2 separate regions of the Danio rerio genome follow, and region 1 is linked to region 2. Evidence: chromatin contacts called from public Micro-C data. All regions are on one chromosome and are shown on one strand. The core of a region is the stretch at or near the end of the contact, and the rest is flanking DNA. Distances in the headings are between cores, read along the strand shown.

Evidence for each region. A called contact is a pair of places that touch in the nucleus more often than the background predicts.
Region 1: a contact with region 2 is called in a Micro-C map of caudal fin, with 2.6 times the contacts expected there. The contact joins the promoter of rnf152 here to the promoter of tmem68 in region 2. A contact is called at or near these places in 1 of 18 Hi-C or Micro-C datasets (caudal fin) and 1 of 4 datasets of contacts at active chromatin or transcription factors (embryo).

Annotation. Positions count from the first base shown.
Region 1 is chr2:31,211,308-31,215,717 of GRCz12tu, forward strand. rnf152 (ring finger protein 152) reads left to right here and starts at 1,763. Exons shown (of 3, transcript NM_001014358.2): 1 at 1,763-1,908. buc (bucky ball) reads left to right here. Exons shown (of 7, transcript NM_001256780.1): 5 at 1-92; 6 at 161-271; 7 at 363-908. The coding sequence ends at 394.
Region 2 is chr2:30,990,357-30,994,512 of GRCz12tu, forward strand. tmem68 (transmembrane protein 68) reads left to right here and starts at 1,986. Exons shown (of 8, transcript NM_200492.1): 1 at 1,986-2,034; 2 at 2,388-2,442. tgs1 (trimethylguanosine synthase 1) reads right to left here and starts at 1,834. Exons shown (of 13, transcript NM_001423263.1): 1 at 1,489-1,834. The coding sequence starts at 1,601.

The DNA of each region.
Region 1 (4,410 bases), core at 513-3,012, 220 kb after region 2:
GAGAGAGGGGGTTGTGTCTGACCAAGAGAATTGGGCGAGCTGTGGTGCCAAACCGAGGTCTTGGAGGCAAGTTACTGGACCTCAGGATCAAGGTAGGATATGTGTGTGTCTCTGTGTGAAGTATGCTTTTGTTTTATTTTTTTTTTTTTTCTCCCCAAAGGGAGAACTCCATTGAGAAGGTCGACTTGTAAATCAATCCACCAGCAAAGGCCAAGAAGTGAATACAATGACTATGATGAGACCGAATTTACCTACTGCCAGAGGGGCAGAGGTATGTTGAGCAGTTTAAAATGTTAAACTTTTTTTTTTTTTTTCTTTTTTTTTTTCTTCTTTGTTCTTATTTGTGCAAATTGTTCCTTCAGGTTCTATGAAGAAAAGAGGCTCAAGATACTAAACCATTATGCACTGCTGTAATACTTAATGTATTACCCTAAACTTGTGTAAAATGCACTTCACTATAAATGTACACATGGACACTGTTCTTGACTGTATGTAAATGAAAGGTATGACAGTGATGTACACCTTGCTGCATTTCCAGTGCTCAAGTTAACTTTTTTTGGGTGCTGTGCATTCATCTTAATATTATGCTGAAACTGGTCTCACTGTACCAGACCTTGACCTATGCCTACAAGGCCTTTCTAATGTGTCTTGATCTGGGAGGTGTAGATCATTTCTGAAAAAGGGGCTCTTTGCATAATCAAGGACTGGCTCATTGAGACCAATTTCGAATGTTGGTCATTGGAGATGCAGCTGGTTCAAGGGGTGATGCAGGGAAAGATGGGGAAATTAAGTGGACAATCTGGCTATTCGGCCTCTTAGTTCAGATGTGTCTTTGTTTTTATTACTGTGCTGTTTTATACATCAGTGTAATGTTAACATGCAGAAAAATAAATTTGGCTATACAGTGTTGTGTCATTAAAGTTTCCGCATTGCACTTGACATGTGTCCCAGTTTGTTTTCACTACTGTTCTTTTTATAGTGGAAAAAGCTCCACATTAAGGTGTGTCTATAATTGTTTGCAACAGTTATGCATCACATCTGCTCTTAATTTGAGCCCTAGATCGTTAGTGTGGACTTGACATAATTCCAGCATCTCAGCTAGAAGACTGTATAGTGCTTTGTTAATTCCAGGCTCAAATGTAATCATGAAAACTAAGAAACCTGTTGAACTCTTTACTAGTAAGGGTTAAAATAAGTAAAATATTGCAAAGACAGTAACAGACAAAAATCTGTAACAGACAATTTATGTGTTAAACAAAAGTGGGCTACTATTACTATAGCTGATTTTATTTTTACCATTATGATAGGTCTTATCACTTGACTACTTTGACATTAAAATGGTCTGTGTGAAGGCTTACTCTAAATATAGATCTAATTTTACCTAAAGGAATGGAATAGGCATATCTTATATTGCATCAATACATAAACCAAGTTGACTTATTTAACACCAGGATGTTGTTCAACATGTGATACTACGTTCTACTTCATAAAACACAACTTTAAATCCTATAAAGTCTTTCTAGCTATAAAAACTAATTTATATGGTTAATATTTTCTGCTAAATTTAATTTTGGATTACGTGATTTAAGATGTTTTGTTCAGTGAAAAATGAAAGGCATGAAAGTGTTTGTTTTGTAACCAATATAATCCGTCTTAAACCACTTTAACGAGCAGACCTGTTTTGACTCGACCAGCGCTGGTTCAAGGGCGTGGCAAGCTGATTAGCGGGGTTCCTTATTGGCTGTTCCATTCGCAAGCGTCTCCCGCTACTGGCTGCCCTGTGGGAGTAACAGAGCGTTTACAGTACAGCAGCCTTTGAAGAAGGCAGAGTGAAGTATGACAGATGAGGCTGCTTTGCATGTGATGTTCACCATTGTCATAGATGAAAGAAGATTATCGACATAAAAGGTGAGTTTTTTTCCGCTTTCTCCTTTCAAAGACACAACACCTAAATTACTTGGAGTTTTATGTCTGTGCATTCGCATCAAGTTTGCTCTGGGGTTTTCTCGACTGTACTCGCACGTTAAACAGTTTACAACGCGCCAATTTTCCGTTGTTTTGTTGCATATTTGCTGCATTACGTTTTCTTATACAGCGTGCAATTTAGAAATTTAACGTTGAACTTAATTAGAGCGCGTCGTGTTTATGTTCAGAGCAAGTTTAACTTATTCTCCCCAGTTTTGTGTTTGCTGTGTTATCCATCAGTGTAGCACAGTATAACGTGCCCTTTTACTTTGCGGAAAGAGCTTTATGTCTCTTTTCCGGTTCAAGTCTTGTTTTGATTGTTTAGAGGCACGCCACAATGGCCGCATGTCAACTAGCAAGCTTCCTACCTAGGCAGCATTTCTGAGTGGCACAGGTGTACTGGACTTTAAAAGCACCCATCATACCCAGAAACGTTAAGCTGCAGCCATCTGAAAGTTAAGGCACAGACAATGACAACTAGTCTAAATATGCCTATGTTTAAAAACATACTTGCCCTGATAATGCCTGTGCATGTCAAACATTCCAAAATATTTAGGTTATCCCTATAAAATCCCTCAATCTTTGTCTCACGGTCTGTTTGTGTTATTTGACATAAACAGAAATATTGACATCAGAGGGTGTTTTTGACTTTACTGTGTCCTTGGGATCCGATTAGTAAATTCCTCAGATATTATCTTACATTATCTCATCTCAGGGGCTTTGCTATCAGACGCTGCTTGATCCACTCAGTATTCGAGAGACCTTTTCCCTATACATTTGGTTTCTTATTAACACAGGTTTGTGTTGATGATCAGCATTGTACTTTAATCAGTGTGAAGGTTCTGTTAATTTGACAACCGTTCTGACAACATTTCTGTACAAAGTTAAATGCTTATCTGGATTGTGTCACAAACACACCTTGCTCACTTGAAGTCCAGTGGGTTCATTACAAAATTAAACACTAATGAAGATCGTGGCACTTTGCCGCATAAATTATGTGCTACCTTGGGATGTTTCACATTTCTGCATTGTTTACACAGGTTAACGCTGGAGGTGCTGAGCTGTAACAAACATCCTATGTTGCATGGGGGAAAAAAAGGCATCAAAAAGTAAAGGCCAAGGACATGCTTGAATAGCGCCCCTCCCCACCATAGTCAGCGCATTGCCCTTGAGAATGGCACAGAGCTTCAGTTTTTAAGTGACGTTTTTCATTTCCCCCTTTTTCTTTACCCCCTTTCTGACAAATCCCCTGATTCAGCTGCATCCATCAGGTTGATGCTCTGCTCTAGCATGCAGCTGACATTTTGTTATTTGGTTGTTTCATTGTCTTCGTTTTTAAGACGTCAGACTAATAGGTGACCTCAGCAAAGCTTCCACCATATTTCTTTATAGCTGAGAAATAGTTTCACATTTGGTAATATCTCGTGAGGTGCATCTAGTCTGCTAATCCCATTGCATTTCTTTAGTCATGCTCTTGACCCCCCCCCCCCCCCCCCCCCCTTTTTTTTTAAAGGCAAAAGTAAAAAAAAAAAGCTAATATTTCCAATCTGGGTAGCAAAATGTGGCAGATGAAAGACAGCTTGCTCAGCATAAAATGAGAGATTGATGTACAAAAGTGAAAACTCGGAGGACATTTTCTCAAGGTTACACCTTCTCAAGTATTTCATATGATTTAGTAAATTTTGCCCACAGGATGTTTAATAGATTGGCACATTTTCTCCCTAGTGTGCTGTACCAGAATTGCTGAAGGAAATTATGCAATGTGAAATTGAGCTGGAGTGGTTTTCACTGTAACTGGAAAACTATAGAACACTTTGACTTCTCTATCACAGTGAAATAGATTTGTAGTGCAATACACTACACAATTTCAAATGTGTAGCCTTAGATTTTATTTACAAATACAGATGGTGGCTTATATGAGATCAAGTGTGTGTTCAGTGTTTTGGGTCGTTAAAGACAAACAGTTAAAAATTGGTTTGTAAGTGTGTTTCATAAAAATATGTTAGAATGCTGAAATTTGAGCCTTGATGCACACCAAAAAAGCAGACCAAAACCTCTGAAAGCTTGAGTTTTGACCCACTTCCAAACTAACTCTAGTGTTTCTTTGAAAAGTGGACTGAAACTTGTGGCAAAAAGTACAGAATTCTCAAGTACTTGCCTTTTTTCCACTATAGCCACCTTGTTGTACATTACTGTTTAAAGCCACATAGAAACACTTAATACTGATTGCTGTCTGAGTTTATATAGTGATGTATATAAATTTATAAAGAGACGATTACCGTTTGCAAGGTATACTGTGGTTTGGAAAAGTTAAGGTTTTAGAAACACCATAGGAACGGTATATAAAAGAAAATTTTGGTGGATGTACAATTGTAATTATTATTAGTATTATTATTATTATTTTTTTTTTTAGTAGAACAGTATCTCCAGCAGAAAATATATCCA
Region 2 (4,156 bases), core at 736-3,235:
GTTGTCCTAAAACTATAGAACAGCCATTCTTGTCCTACTGTAAGGTAAATTTTAAATCACTTTGAATATTGACTACTGTATATTAAACCATTACGCAGTTACCCAGAGGTAATCAATGTTCGTTTTAGATCAATTTACCTTTGTATATAGTAATATATGCTTAATATATACGCATATGTATGTGTGTGTGAATGAGAGAGCGTGATGCTGTGTGTCGCTTGTTTGTTGTTGTCTATGTGTGTGTGTATGTGTGTAAATGAGAGAGAGAGCGTGATGCTGTGCGTCGCTAGCTTGGTGCTGTCTATGTGTGTTTGTATGTGTCTGAAAGAGAGAGAGTGTGATGCTGTGTGTAAACGTGTGTGTTTATACAGACAGCTTGTTATAGGCTTACTAGACTCTGTATCATGTAGCTGGGTGGTTTTTGGTTGAAACCCCTCGCCCCCCGGTTAGCGGGAACGACCGCGGAAGGTAGAAAACAGGGGGTGCGTTGGACAGCAGGACAACAAATGCTGAATATAGGCGGGAGCAGTCGGGTTCGGACTAAAACTTGGCAGGAGCGGGATTAAAAATTTAGTCCCACGCAGGCCTCTACAGTACAGTAACTAAAGGCGGATTCAACATGCTTTGACTGAACTCTTGGAATTTCTAGTTTATATGATCGTAAAGATCTGAGTTATCTGTTGGGTTTGTATTCAGTGATCATGTCTGTAATATATTGAGGTCCTAGGCCGTTTAGTGATTTATAGACTATAGTTTATAGTATAGTAATAATACTTTAAAATCTATTCTGAATGTAACTGGGAGACTTTACTAACTAGCTATTTTAATTTACATGCTTTTTTAGATAGTTTAGCTATACTTTGCCTTATATTTATATATATATATATATTTTTTGTATATTATGTACTATTATGCTTATTTTCTTGTACTGTGTATTTCTGCATCTTTGGCTCACTTTTGTGTTTTTAAAGTGCTTTATAAGTAAAGTTTGACTTGACTTGAGTTTGACAAATTTAAACTCCAAAATCTGACAATTAAGGGGTCAGAATGACCCAAGTCAATGTTGTATGAGCTTGATTACATCTTGTTCCAACCGAGATTATAAACCTCTTTTGATTTCAGGATGGTTTTCTTTTGATTTACAGGCTAAACATGTGTCCCACATTTCTTCTCACAGATTTAATATACAATTATTGACAGGTTTTATGTCATGGCACTTTTTTTGCCATGAAGAAAAATATCTTTATGACTAAATGATTAAGATTAGACTTGATAGTTTATTCAACTGACCATTGTTCAACCAATCTACCCTAACATTACTGTGCTTTTGGCTCATTTGGGGCCTTTTCTCATTCTCAGTCTATTTAAAACCAGGTAAGGTAGCCAGGTCATTGAATTTTTTCACAGTCATTTTTGACTTTCTGAGCAAAACTGCACGCCAATCAGATGATCATGTCACACACAGTCTTGTTTAACACGAATACATACTTAACGTAGGCTCTGGAGCACAAGCAGTGTATAGTCATCTCTGTCTCTTCGCCTTGATAGAAGATGATATCAGCAAGAGGAACAACATTCCGCTCGCCGTAATCAATCATCATGATCGACGCATGAGTGACACCTGTCAACAAAGCTTTCTACAAACCCCTCGTAATACTACTGTTTTGTAGCAAGGTCTGAAAACAACCAGGAAAGTCGATAATCAGATACAACGATTCATTAAAACAAAAATGGTTAAAAATACTACAGTATCGTTTATCAAACAACACGCACATCTAAATATTGCTGTGCGACTTTCCCCCTCGTGTTTTGTACATTTCCCGTCAAATTAAAAGACTCTCTGTAAACTCGCTATACTAAGATCGACAGATTTGCGCGTGTAAGACTTTTATTATGACGCTTGTTTCTTGTTCGGCCACGGACGTTGACCTGAAGCGTTTCCTGTTTGTGTCACATGTAAAGAGAGCCGGTTAAGTCAGGAAGGAATAATATTTATTGAGGACAACAGTATCTGTTTCATCGAGGTGTCATCATGTAAGTACATTTGAAGAAAATATTATTTAAAACGGCTCTTGTAATACATTTATTTAGATGTTTAGTTTTACGAACGATAAGATGTGTGGTTCAGATGAATTACTTTCGTGGTGACAGCTCTTAAAACCGCAAAAGCTGGAGCTGTTTAAGGTAACTCAACGTTATGTTTATCTATTATGGTTGTCCATAATTCAAGTGTAACGGAAGACCGAGAGATCTAACGCTATGCTTTTCCTTGCCTTTACTGACAGTGTTCAATAAAGTAATGTTGAAGGTTGAACAACATTCTTACCTGTCACTTAGGCTGAATGAACCGTTAAAACTTCTCTGATATCAATGTCATTTCGTTTTAGGACACCGCTGTGAGTTTGTTATGTTTGACCGAGCAACACATTTCCGCTGGAGAAGGTTTGTGTGTTTTAATGTGGCATATATACATATTTATTTCAGTTTATCTGGCTGTTGAATAATCTGTCAAATGGCCAAAGTAAGGTTTGTAAATTGTGTCAGCTGAAGTGTGTCTAAAAAGCTGAAGTCACAAAATGTCAATGGATTTATGATGATTGTTGTCAAACAGTCCCCCGTCTGCTATTGGTTAACAAAAAGATAGCCCCGCCCCAAAATCACGCCATTGGCCAAATGGTGTGGCTTGTAAAAGAGGATGTCAATTTAGTTGTCAAATATAAATTCATGTTTAGAAATATATAAATATACAAATATAAATTTATTACACTTTCATAGGTTACAGAAATACTGAATAATATCGTATATCCTATATAATAATATCCTAATATTCAAATATATATCCTAATATAAGGGCGACGCAGTGGACGCAGCAGTAGTGCTGTTGCCTCACTCCAAGAAGGTCGCTGGTTCGAGCCTCGCCTGGGTCAGTTGGTGTTTCTGTGTGGAGTTTACACGTTCTTCCTGCATTTGCGTGGGTTTCTTCCAGGTGCTCCGGTTTCCCCCACAGTCCAAAGACATGCGGTACAGGTGAATTGGGTAGGCTAAATTGTCCGTAGTGTATGAGTGTAAAACATGTGCTGGATAAGTTGGCGGTTCATTCTACTGTGGCGACCCCTGATTAATAAAGGGACTAAGCTGAAAAGAAAATGAATGAATGAATGATCCTAATATAATGAAATGTGCTAAGTGGCCCAGTGGGTAGCACTGTCAACTCACAGCAAGAAGGTCGCTGACTCGATCCTCGGCTGGGTCAGTTGGCATTTCTGTGTGGAGTTTGCATGTTTCCTCCGGGTGCTCCAGTTGCCCCCAAAGACATGGGCTATAGGTGAATTGGGTAAGCTAAATTGTCCATAGTGAATGAGAGTGTATGGGTGTTTTCTAGTAATGGGTTGCAGCTGGAAGGGCATCCGCTGTGTAAAAAATATGCTGGATAAGTTAGCGGTTCATTCCGCTGTGGTGACCCCTCATTAATAAAGGGACTAAGCCGAAAAGAAAATGAGCGAATTAAATGTGCCATATAAATAAACTTGCCTTGCCTTAAATTATCACTAAGCGAGCAGCCCTGTATTTATGTTTCTCACAGGTATTTAAAAAGCCGTTGTTAAAGCCTTTTAACACTACAAGTTTTGATTCGTTGCAAAGTAATTCTAAAGTGTAAAACTCTGTACTTGATAGCTTTACTGAAGGAATAAAAAACAATCCCACAAAGCACTGCAAATGACTCATTCACACACATGAACTACAATATCGAAACATAACACTCATAATTTAAATTTAACAGTATTATCAACATATTTATTGCAAATCTTGGCATTTGGCATTTCTGTGTGGAGTTTGCATGTTCTCCCCGTGTTCATATGGGTTTCATTCGGGTGCTCCGGTTTTCCCCACAAGTCTAAAGACATGCGATACAGGTGAATTGGCTAAGCTAAATTGTCCATAGTGTATGAGTGTGAATGGAAGTGTATGGGTGTTTCTCAGTGATGGGTTGCAGCTGGAAGGGCATCCACTGTGTAAAACATAAGCTGGATAAGTTGGCGGTTCATTCCGCTGTGGCGACCCCAGATAATAAAGGGACTAAGCCGAAAAGAAAATGAATGAATGAATGAGATTGTTTTATTATTCTTTGCTTTATTCTGCGGTGCTTCATGGGACT